3 separate regions of the Hordeum vulgare genome follow, and all the other regions are linked to region 1. A link is a contact called in public Hi-C data. All regions are on one chromosome and are shown on one strand. The core of a region is the stretch at or near the end of the contact, and the rest is flanking DNA. Distances in the headings are between cores, read along the strand shown. Region 1 holds the start of LOC123444002 (long chain acyl-CoA synthetase 4-like). Region 2 holds the start of LOC123443998 (histone-lysine N-methyltransferase ATX4-like). Region 3 holds the start of LOC123444004 (myosin-2 heavy chain-like).

The links. A called contact is a pair of places that touch in the nucleus more often than the background predicts.
Region 2: a Hi-C map of seedling shows a contact between it and region 1, with 6 times the contacts expected there. The contact joins the promoter of LOC123443998 here to the promoter of LOC123444002 in region 1. A contact is called at or near these places in 2 of 6 Hi-C or Micro-C datasets (leaf and seedling).
Region 3: a Hi-C map of leaf shows a contact between it and region 1, with 9 times the contacts expected there. The contact joins the promoter of LOC123444004 here to the promoter of LOC123444002 in region 1. A contact is called at or near these places in 3 of 6 Hi-C or Micro-C datasets (leaf and seedling).

Annotation. Positions count from the first base shown.
Region 1 is chr3H:405,588,492-405,591,579 of MorexV3_pseudomolecules_assembly, reverse strand. LOC123444002 (long chain acyl-CoA synthetase 4-like) reads right to left here and starts at 1,551. Exons shown (of 19, transcript XM_045120597.1): 1 at 1,311-1,551; 2 at 351-414; 3 at 149-238. The coding sequence starts at 1,462.
Region 2 is chr3H:404,799,714-404,802,529 of MorexV3_pseudomolecules_assembly, reverse strand. LOC123443998 (histone-lysine N-methyltransferase ATX4-like) reads right to left here and starts at 1,399. Exons shown (of 23, transcript XM_045120592.1): 1 at 1-1,399. The coding sequence starts at 561.
Region 3 is chr3H:406,464,079-406,467,299 of MorexV3_pseudomolecules_assembly, reverse strand. It overlaps LOC123444004 (myosin-2 heavy chain-like), which reads left to right and starts at 1,415. Exons shown (of 4, transcript XM_045120599.1): 1 at 1,415-1,622; 2 at 1,764-1,834; 3 at 2,997-3,118. The coding sequence starts at 3,064.

The DNA of each region.
Region 1 (3,088 bases), core at 302-2,801:
ACTCCCCTGAGCTAATAAAAAGTTCACATAATGTTTAATTCATGTGTTCATTCAAGATGAGAAAACATATAACCTCACTGGAAACTATTGTAAGTAAATTAGCATTAGAGTTAATAGAATAGCAAATATATGAGAAACGAGAGCAAACCTTGGTGAGTCCACAGCTCCTAATAGAGTTACCGATTTTATTTGCAATGCCAAACACCTCCTTATATGTCCTCCAGACGTATGCACCAGCCTATTTGTTTATATCACACAAAATAATACTTTAGCAAGAATTCTACTGTTTTTATATTCCAGGGGGGGTATAAGTTGTAATCGACCAACTGAAATAATCGACCAAATGGTACCTTCCCATCAACAATCTCACGGTGACCAAGCATTCTGTTGTTTGGATACTTCTCCACTGCCATTCTGTGTATGAGCACACATCATTGACACTCAAAACTAAATAAGCTCAGTAGGACAAAAGGTCGCCAGATTTAAGAGTTTTAGTAGCAAGTCAACAGTGAAAATGCAACGAACCAACTTGCTCGGTTAATTTCGTTAACTAACCCGGAACAAACCAGACACTATTGACCAATATGACATCAGCGTTCCCACCCACACAAGACTATGGAGAAACTGAACTCAATTTGATGACAGGTTTGCATGGTCAGCGATTTGATTTTTTTCACAGCTGATTAACAGTTTTAGTGGGCCATGAAGGAGCAGGAAATAGTACTGCTGAGTTCGAACTAGTAATCTTAACTTTATTCCTCTGCTTTGAAGAACATTATCACTCCATAGAAAAAGCGTACTGATCCAGAATTCAAGGGAATTTAAAGAGAGAGTCTATACAACTGCCCAACTAACTAACAGAGTAACTAAACTGGATTTCGGAGCCGAAATGCAAAGAGAAAAAAATCAGATAAATGCAGAGTTGGGCTATTCTGTCGAGGGCGTGGGGGACAGATCCCGAGGGCTAGCATACGCAAGCAAACTGACATAAATGCCATAAAGAATAGGGTTCATGCAAGTAGTTGGACGGGAGGCATACGAGAATCAGGCATATCAAATCCCGGTTTCGTGTACTACAGGAGTACTAGCAAGGACAGCGACAAATAACCGCAAACAAATAAATGGAGGAAAAGATCCTCCGCATGCCACCCACTACGCGTGAACAGAACCACCGGATTCAATCCTTTGACTGACGCCGCCGAAAAGAGAAATAATCCAGGAGCCGTCCGGGCTCCCCCACCGCTCATCAACGGAGCAAATGATGAAGCAAGCAGGGGGGGAGCCCGGAGGAGCAAGGAGGGAGAGCTCACCGGAAGATGTCGTAGCAGCTGTCCAGGCCGGGGACGGGCGCCGGGAAGCCGTCGCGGGCGAAGGCGCTCCGGTAGGCGGGCCCCACCGAGGGCCGGCCGTCGGCGGCCGGGCGGCCCTCCTCTACCTTCACCACGTGCTGCATCTCCGCCATCCCTCCTGCTTGCTCCGGTAGCGGCGCGCTCCAAGCCTTGCCTTGCCTTGCCTTGCCTGCCTTGCTAGTTGCTACGCTTCGGAATGGACCGAAATGGCAAGAGGCGTGGAGACGGGGGCCTAAATACAACACTCCTTGACAGAAATATTGGTGTGTGTTTTTTTTCTTTTTTGAGAACAAATATTGGTGGGTGGGTGCAGCGGAGAGCGGTGGGGGCAGCTGGCATGGACAGTGGGAGGACGGGCCGGGCCGCTGGTTGGTGGGGCAGGTGACCGGTGCGCGGAACGGCCGACCTTCTCCTTGTCGAGACTCCTCGGGCGGTCGCTCATCCACACGTATCTACTTACATGGACCTGGCATTTTTGCGAACAGGGATATTGGTGGCATCAGCTTTCAGCTCTCCAAGATTTATTTTATTTTTGAGGAAAGCTCTCCAATTTTCTTTTGTTTCTGGACAAAACGGTTGACGCGATTTCCAGATGATTGCACCTGGTCTTAAATGACAGTGAATGCCCAAAAAAGGTATGCGCTGCATATTGAAGCGATCCTGTTGGATTTTTGACTTAATTTAAACTGTGTGGATGGCTTGGCTTGATTTTGATTTAAACCGCTATGCATTCATTACGGTGGCTGTGTGGCCCTGTCAGGTAGGAGTTGCGTGTCAACGTGATATTATTATTACTGGAAGTAGTACTAATTTAAAACGTGGATTTCATCAAGTATCACGTGGACGGTTATTTGTCGCTGACGATAAACAGTGTAATAAGACTGCAAAAAAAAAAGGTGCCATATCTTAGGGGACTTCTAGATTACTTGTTAATCCGGTCATGCTTGAAGAAAAAAACTCAGAAGATATGGAAAGTGCTTGCAGGTGTTCAGAATCTCTTTCATTGAGTAAGTTTGTTGGTGTAAGGGCATCTCCAACAATCTATACCTACTAATAAAGAAAATAGATATTCTTAGTCTGTCATGCTATTTTATAAAAAATCCCCTGATGCTTTTAACATTAAACCCGTAGTATATATTAAATGTTTTTTTAAAATACTCATATCTTCTAAACCGTAATTCAAATTCAACATATTATATATGAAATTTTATTAGAAAAATATGTAGAATTTAAATATGATGTTATTTTACTGTTAAACATTTAATAAAAATACTGTCTAGGATGCAACCTTAATAAATAAGTCATTGTTAGTCTTTCTTTCATATCGTTACTTATTCGGATTGGGGATGAACACGTTAATAAAATCAGGATTGGAGATGAAACTGAAGGTCACTTGTCTGATTCTTTGTACGTATTAAATCTACATGCAAGCCGTGTTAAAATAGAAGACCTGTGAAATTTTGAACTGCATTTTTATAGGATAAGATCATCTTTGTTTGTGTCGTAACTACAAATTCTTAGATTATAGACTATTTTTTATAAATTAAGAGTGTGTGGTATTTCTTTCTCCCATTGCAACGCACAGACCCTTTTGCTAGTGATTTGTAAAAAAAATCATATCATTCTCGGACGGGGGGTCAGTCCACGAAGGCGGATGCGTAAGTCCGTCATCCAACAATAACCGTAAATATTTGTGTTTGATAAATTTTAATTGCCAAATAACTATGTGGTTCCCTTAA
Region 2 (2,816 bases), core at 150-2,649, 790 kb after region 1:
GTAACGGCTGTACGGTTCATCGTGCAAGGAGGTGAGCGTGCTGAGGGACATGGAGTACTTCCTGGAGGCAACAAAATTCTGGCACACTCGGTAACGCTGTGCCTCCTCGTCGTCGTCCACCTCTGACAATGCGCAAGTCCTATCCAAGATTGCACCTTTACGGCAGAGCGGCTTGGTTTTGGGAACGAGCTGCTCGACCTTGGGCGGCGCAGGTGGCTTAGCCGGCTTCTCCTTCTTCCAGGGGTCGATGAGCACCGAGTCATTGAACCGCGAGGGCAGCACCTGGGCACGGCCGCGCGACGTCCGGACAACAGGCGGGCGCGTGGCGGCGGGCGGCGGCTCAGCACAGGCAGGCGATGCAACCTCGGGCTCCTCGCACCAGCGGAACCCGGCGGCGGCGTAAGGGATGCCGGAGGCCGGCACGTGGCCGAGCAGCTCGACGGGGAAGAAGTCGTCACCCCTCTGCCTCTTTGGACGGCGCTCGCCGGCGCCGCCCTCGGCCTCGGCATTGCAGCGCTTGAGGCTGAGGATCTCCGGGCGCTGGGTCCGCTTGAAGATCATCCCACGCGAACCCTTTCCCCCCGCCCGAATTCACCGGCCCGGCGGCGAGATCACGGCGAATTCGGGGAGGGTTCCCCTGCAAACCCTAGCCCCGCCCTCGCCGCGGCGAACTGGAGAGGAGGGGAATTCGTCCCCCGCCTCTCCCCACGAGCCGTCGCCGAGACGGCGGGGGGAAGGGGGAGCAAAGAAGAAATCTTGGACGGAGATGCGGCCGGAGAGAGAGAGAAATCGGGATTGGGGGGATTGGGATTTTTTTCCTCTTTGTTTTTGGGTTCGGCTTGGGAAGGTGGCTGTTCTTTGTGTGTTCTAATGGGGCTCCGGAAGAAGAAGTCGTACGAGAAACGAGCGCGACGGACCCGGTTGTAAAAACGATCCTGGCCCTGATTTTTCTCTTCTCGTGGGATTGGGTTGGTTTCGTCTTTCGTGCGGGAGGAGGAGGAGGATGGCGGTCGTGGATGGGATGGGTGGTTACATGGATGGAAGTCGTCGTCGTCTTCGTCGTGGGTGCAGGTGGAGTTGCCGTCCTCTCGACTCGCTGTTGGATTTTGCTGCTGGTGTGGTGGTGACGGTGCGCCTCCATGGAGACGGACGGAGGAGGCCAGTTGGAGTTGGCGTTCTGGCGTCGTGGTACGAGCAGCATTTTTCTCGCCCGCCCGGAATTTCGTTTCGATTCGTGTGGGTTTGTTTGGGCTTCCAATCCGGAATTCGGTCCGGGCTTGCGAGTTGTGTTTCTTTTGGGTTTGAGTTTGGGTTTGGAGGAGATGGCTTTCGACATGGACGGGAGGAGAGAGAGAGAGATGATCAAGGTGGCCATGAACGAGTTTTGTGCAGTGTGGGCAGGGGAGCTATAGCCAGGGCGACGTCACGACGAGCAGGTAGGTAGGCGCTGTACCTGTCCTGATGATTCATCGCCCCTCCCGGGCGGAGAGACGGGTTGATCCAGATGCGACCGTCTCGATGGAAAGATCGATGGTTGATGGGCGATTTCGGCGCCCCGACGGAACGAAGAAATTTCCGGGTTTTTTATTTTTGTTCTTGTTCTTGTTTCGAGCTCGATCTCGTGCAGCTCGGCCCTGGCAGTGAGCGGTGCTTGATGATCTGGTCTAGGTGGAGCTTCCGGTGGGATTTCTCGTTCCTGCGAGTTTCCATGTCGGCCTTGTTGTGCGAATCGCGAACCAAAAATGGTGCACGGGCCAAGTGAGGAGAGCGCACGCTGGCAGCGGGCAGCATCACCGGCGGGCGTTGATCCAAGGATCGATAGATGGACGATCGGTCGGACTTCTTTTTCTCTTTTGATGAATTGAAATATAAATCTATCTGATTGGAGTCGTGGTCGCCGTGCTCGAATCCACGGTCGCGAAGGCGTGCAGCTTTGGCCGTGGCCGGCCCGGCCGGATGACACTTCCGCCGTACATTCGTGTCGCCTTGGCCCCGACTGCGGGTGCTTCCGCGGCCACGATTCGCCGGAGTTGGAGGGAATAGGAGGCACGGCACGGGCACGGGCACGGGCTTGTTTGCTGGATTCTCTCTCGGTGGCCCGGTCAGATTCCTGTAGTCGTACCGTCGGAGTTGGCTCTTCCATGGCCATGGCCATCGGAGCAAAGAGCATGGGCGGCGTGTGTGGCACTGCCTTCATGTTGTGTGTCAAATTACAAGGAATGTCCATGGCCATGAGTGAAGCTGCTCCAGCCTCCGGACAACGCTACGACACAAGAATTAATTTTGGAGTAAAAAGGATTGTTGGTTCCACTGCGTGCAGCCTTTCTCGTCCTTTTTCTAAAAGGGCTTTTCTCGCCCTAGTTTGCTTCTTCTTGTTTTTTTTATTCATTCAAGAAATTCTCCTCGTCGAGATTGTAAAGAACAGTACTCTCCGCCGGCACACCGGCCCAATCTTTTCGGCCGGTCATCGCACGGTCGTTCGACTAGCGCATCCTGGACCGTTTAGATCTTATCCCCCGAACCATGTTTTCCTCCTTGCGCCTCCCCTATCCCTCGCATCACAGCTGCGAGCTTGGCGCGGCGCTCGCTCCTCCCCGCCGCCCAAGCACACACCACCCCCCTCGCCTCACCTCCTCATCCACTCTCACCGCTGATCGTCCCTAGTTTCCACCCTCGTCTTCGGTCACCGACGAGCTCCATGCCTGCAGCACCCCGATGCTCGTCGTCGCTCACGCCTCATGCCACAGCTCGTCCGTCACATGTCATGCCTCACCCCCGGTGCTCATCGTCACTCACGCCTCATGCCATAGCTTGTT
Region 3 (3,221 bases), core at 166-2,665, 880 kb before region 1:
ATGCTAGACTACCTCTGGAGTCTGAATGAGAGTAAATGGTTGCACATTCTAACCTTTTGGCGGCTGTGGTGGAGCAGTCGTAACAAGCTAAGGGAGGGCAAATTGCGAATCTCGACGATGAAGCTAGCGAGATGCACACGCTGCTGTGTACTATAGTACAATCAAATCTACAATTCAGCGCTAGCAAAGAAGTACATGGAGAAGTGGCGACCGCCAAATAATGATATGATCAAAATCAACGTGGATGGTCCTTTGTGCCTCATGACATGCATGCGGGCTGGGGCGTTGTGGCAAGAGCTTCCTATGGAAACATCATCTGAGCACGAGTTTGACGATAGGAGAATGTTCAAGATGCCTTTGCTACAGAGGTCCATGCCATAGCACAAGCTGTGCCTTTTGCAGCCGACATGGGAATGATCCAGTGGTATTTGAGACTGATTCACAACTCTTATGTGATGCTCTAGACATATGGAAGACAGACTCATCTACTTACTCGGCTGTCATTGAGGACATCAAGCTTCAGCTAAAGCTTTGGTTCTTCAAGCATGTTATTTCATTTTGTAGACGTAGTACGAATAATGTTGCTCATGAACTCGCTACTCTTGGGGATGTGTGTGAACCTTCTCATTGTGTAATGTGGGAGTCGGATGTACCAGCCAATGTGGCTGCGTGTGCGACGGGCAATTTGCCTAAGCACCGTTAATTTATAAAGCTTTGCTTCTCCTAAAAAAATGTACAACTTGAGAGGGGTTCGATTGTGAACTGCGATCACCCTATTTGAATAAGGAAAATGTTGGTTCATGTAACAATCAACTCGTCTTTATGACTCGAGAATTAGGAATTTTACACACTTCGCATCAAATTTCAAATTCCCAAAAGTGTTATTCTATATTATGATAGAAATATTTATGTTTTATAATACAACATGATTTTAGTCAAGACGTGCAAATGCACGTACAAGTTTACTAGTTAACAGACCAAACGTAACACCCCGTTCTCGCACGAACTAATCGTAAACCTAACGCCCCGTTCTCGTTCTCGTACCGGCTAACTGTTGGATCTACCGGAGCTCAGCCACAAAAGATTCGTCGTGGAGGAGACAAGATGGCTCACAAGCCAACAAGAACAAAGGCAGGGCACCACCTGCGGCACAGTAGTAGCAGGAGGGCCGTCCGTCCTCGTCATCCCCCACCGGCCACCACGAATTCCTCACCTTCGTTTTTGTTTGCTTCCGCGGCTTTGGATTGGCTGGCTCCCAGTCCCACGCCCCCGCCAGCTCAGACAGACCGCGCTGCCTCGTGGCTCGTGGGCCTCTGCCGCCATGTGGCCGCAAAGGTGCGTTCGAATTGGCGGGAGCGGCGTTCGGGTTCGGTGGCGATCCCGTAATAAGGCGCAGACCCGGAGGGCCTTCAGCTCCAGCCAGACGCCCAAGGGCCGAGGCAGCTCAAAGAGAACGAATCGATCGCTGTTCACTCGCTCCCTGCGAGGCCGCCTGCAGTACGTTTCTAACTCTGCCCACACATCGGCTGCCCCCAGTGGAGAGAGAGAGAGAGAGAGAGAGCCTGTGGCCGCGGCTTGCTTCTGTGGCGATCGAGCAACCGCTTCAGTCTTCACCCCTTCCGGTAACTCCTTTTGTTCCGTTTCTCTTCCGCTCGGTTTCCAGCTCTCCTTCTTCAGTTTGCTCCCCCTGTTCCGATCTGCGTGGCTGCAGTCCATGCGCGGTACCTGACCATGCTTGCTCTTTGGTTATTGTTTTCTCTCAGATCTTAGCAGTTCGAGTTCAACAAGAGGCGGGAGATACAGAGTAAAGGATGCAGCTGTAGTTTCCCGTTCGGTACGTTTCTTGATCTGTTCACTCTCTATTGTACAGTCTATCTAGATGCGGGTCGGCTGCTCTTGTTACCGGACTAGTAGCGGAGAAGTTTCCGCACGAGTTGAATCGGAAAAATGGTTGTATACGACTTTGGGTATTGTTGGAGGAGGGCCATCTATGATGTAGATAAACCTGGGAATAGTTCGACAGCCAAACTGAACCCAGCCCAGACTGTTCTTTATTTGACGACAACAGCAGGAGCTCTGCTTATATGCTTTATTACAAGGGGAGGGGAGAGGTACAACAATCAGGAGGAACATCACCAGAGCACACAGAGAAGAGAAAAATAACTGAAAAAGGAGCCACAGAAACAAGCAGCAGTGCTCAGATCAGTAAACCTCTAGCGTCACGCCTCCAGCAACAGAACCGAACCAAACCAAAACAAAACAAAACAAATAAGCTGGCATCCAGACTAAACCAAATTGCATGCCTTTTCCACCCAACCCAATCCAAGCTGTTTCTCACTTATGGACTAAACCATATATTCCTTTTTTCCTGATATAAACTAAAACCATAGACTCGTTTAGACTCTTCATCTAGGCAATGTTAGCGGTGCATGTGGCATAGCCTAGTAAGCAGGTTGTATGAGATGGACATGACCTCTTGCTTACTTTAGTTTTACTTGCGCCATGACCCTTTTTTCTTGTTTTTTGTTCCGCTATCTCATTGATAGTGGAACCCGATCCTTTCAGGATCCTATGGACTAAACCCATAGATTCAAACCATGGACAAAGCAATAAGCAAGTAGCACAGTAGTTTAGGAAAATGATAAGTAGCTAGCCGAGTAGTCGCTGGCTGCTATATACATCATGTATGTGTTCTTGGATTGGATGTGTCAGCTGGCATCGAGATGCTATACTGACAGGCATATCCATATCTTAGCGCACACTGTCGAATGTGGGGATCCTCTACGTCCGGTCTGAGGCTCACTGACTGGTCCTCCTGGATGAAGATGGGGTAATCATCGACGCGCGATGCCTCGGGCAGGGGGAGATCGTTCGCAAGTGATCGGGGTTGGAGCTCTTTAAAATCTTGATTAGTTACACATATTAAATGGTCCCTCTTGTGACAATTGTACTACCGGATGAGTTGTGAATTAATTGCTTTTTTCGTTCTTGCACAGTTCATCCTCGAGTCATCTGCCGTCCAGGAGAGAAGGTTGTGGATATAGTGACCTTCAGCAGTCCAGCATGACGAAGAAACACAAAAATAGAAAGTCCAAACATTTCTTGGAGAACAAAAAGGGTATTCTCTTGACTAATATGCAACTCATATCAATTATCATGCACTTTTTTGTGTTCTAGACTGTAGAGGAACCACCAATCGCATTTTCTCCATTCATCCAATT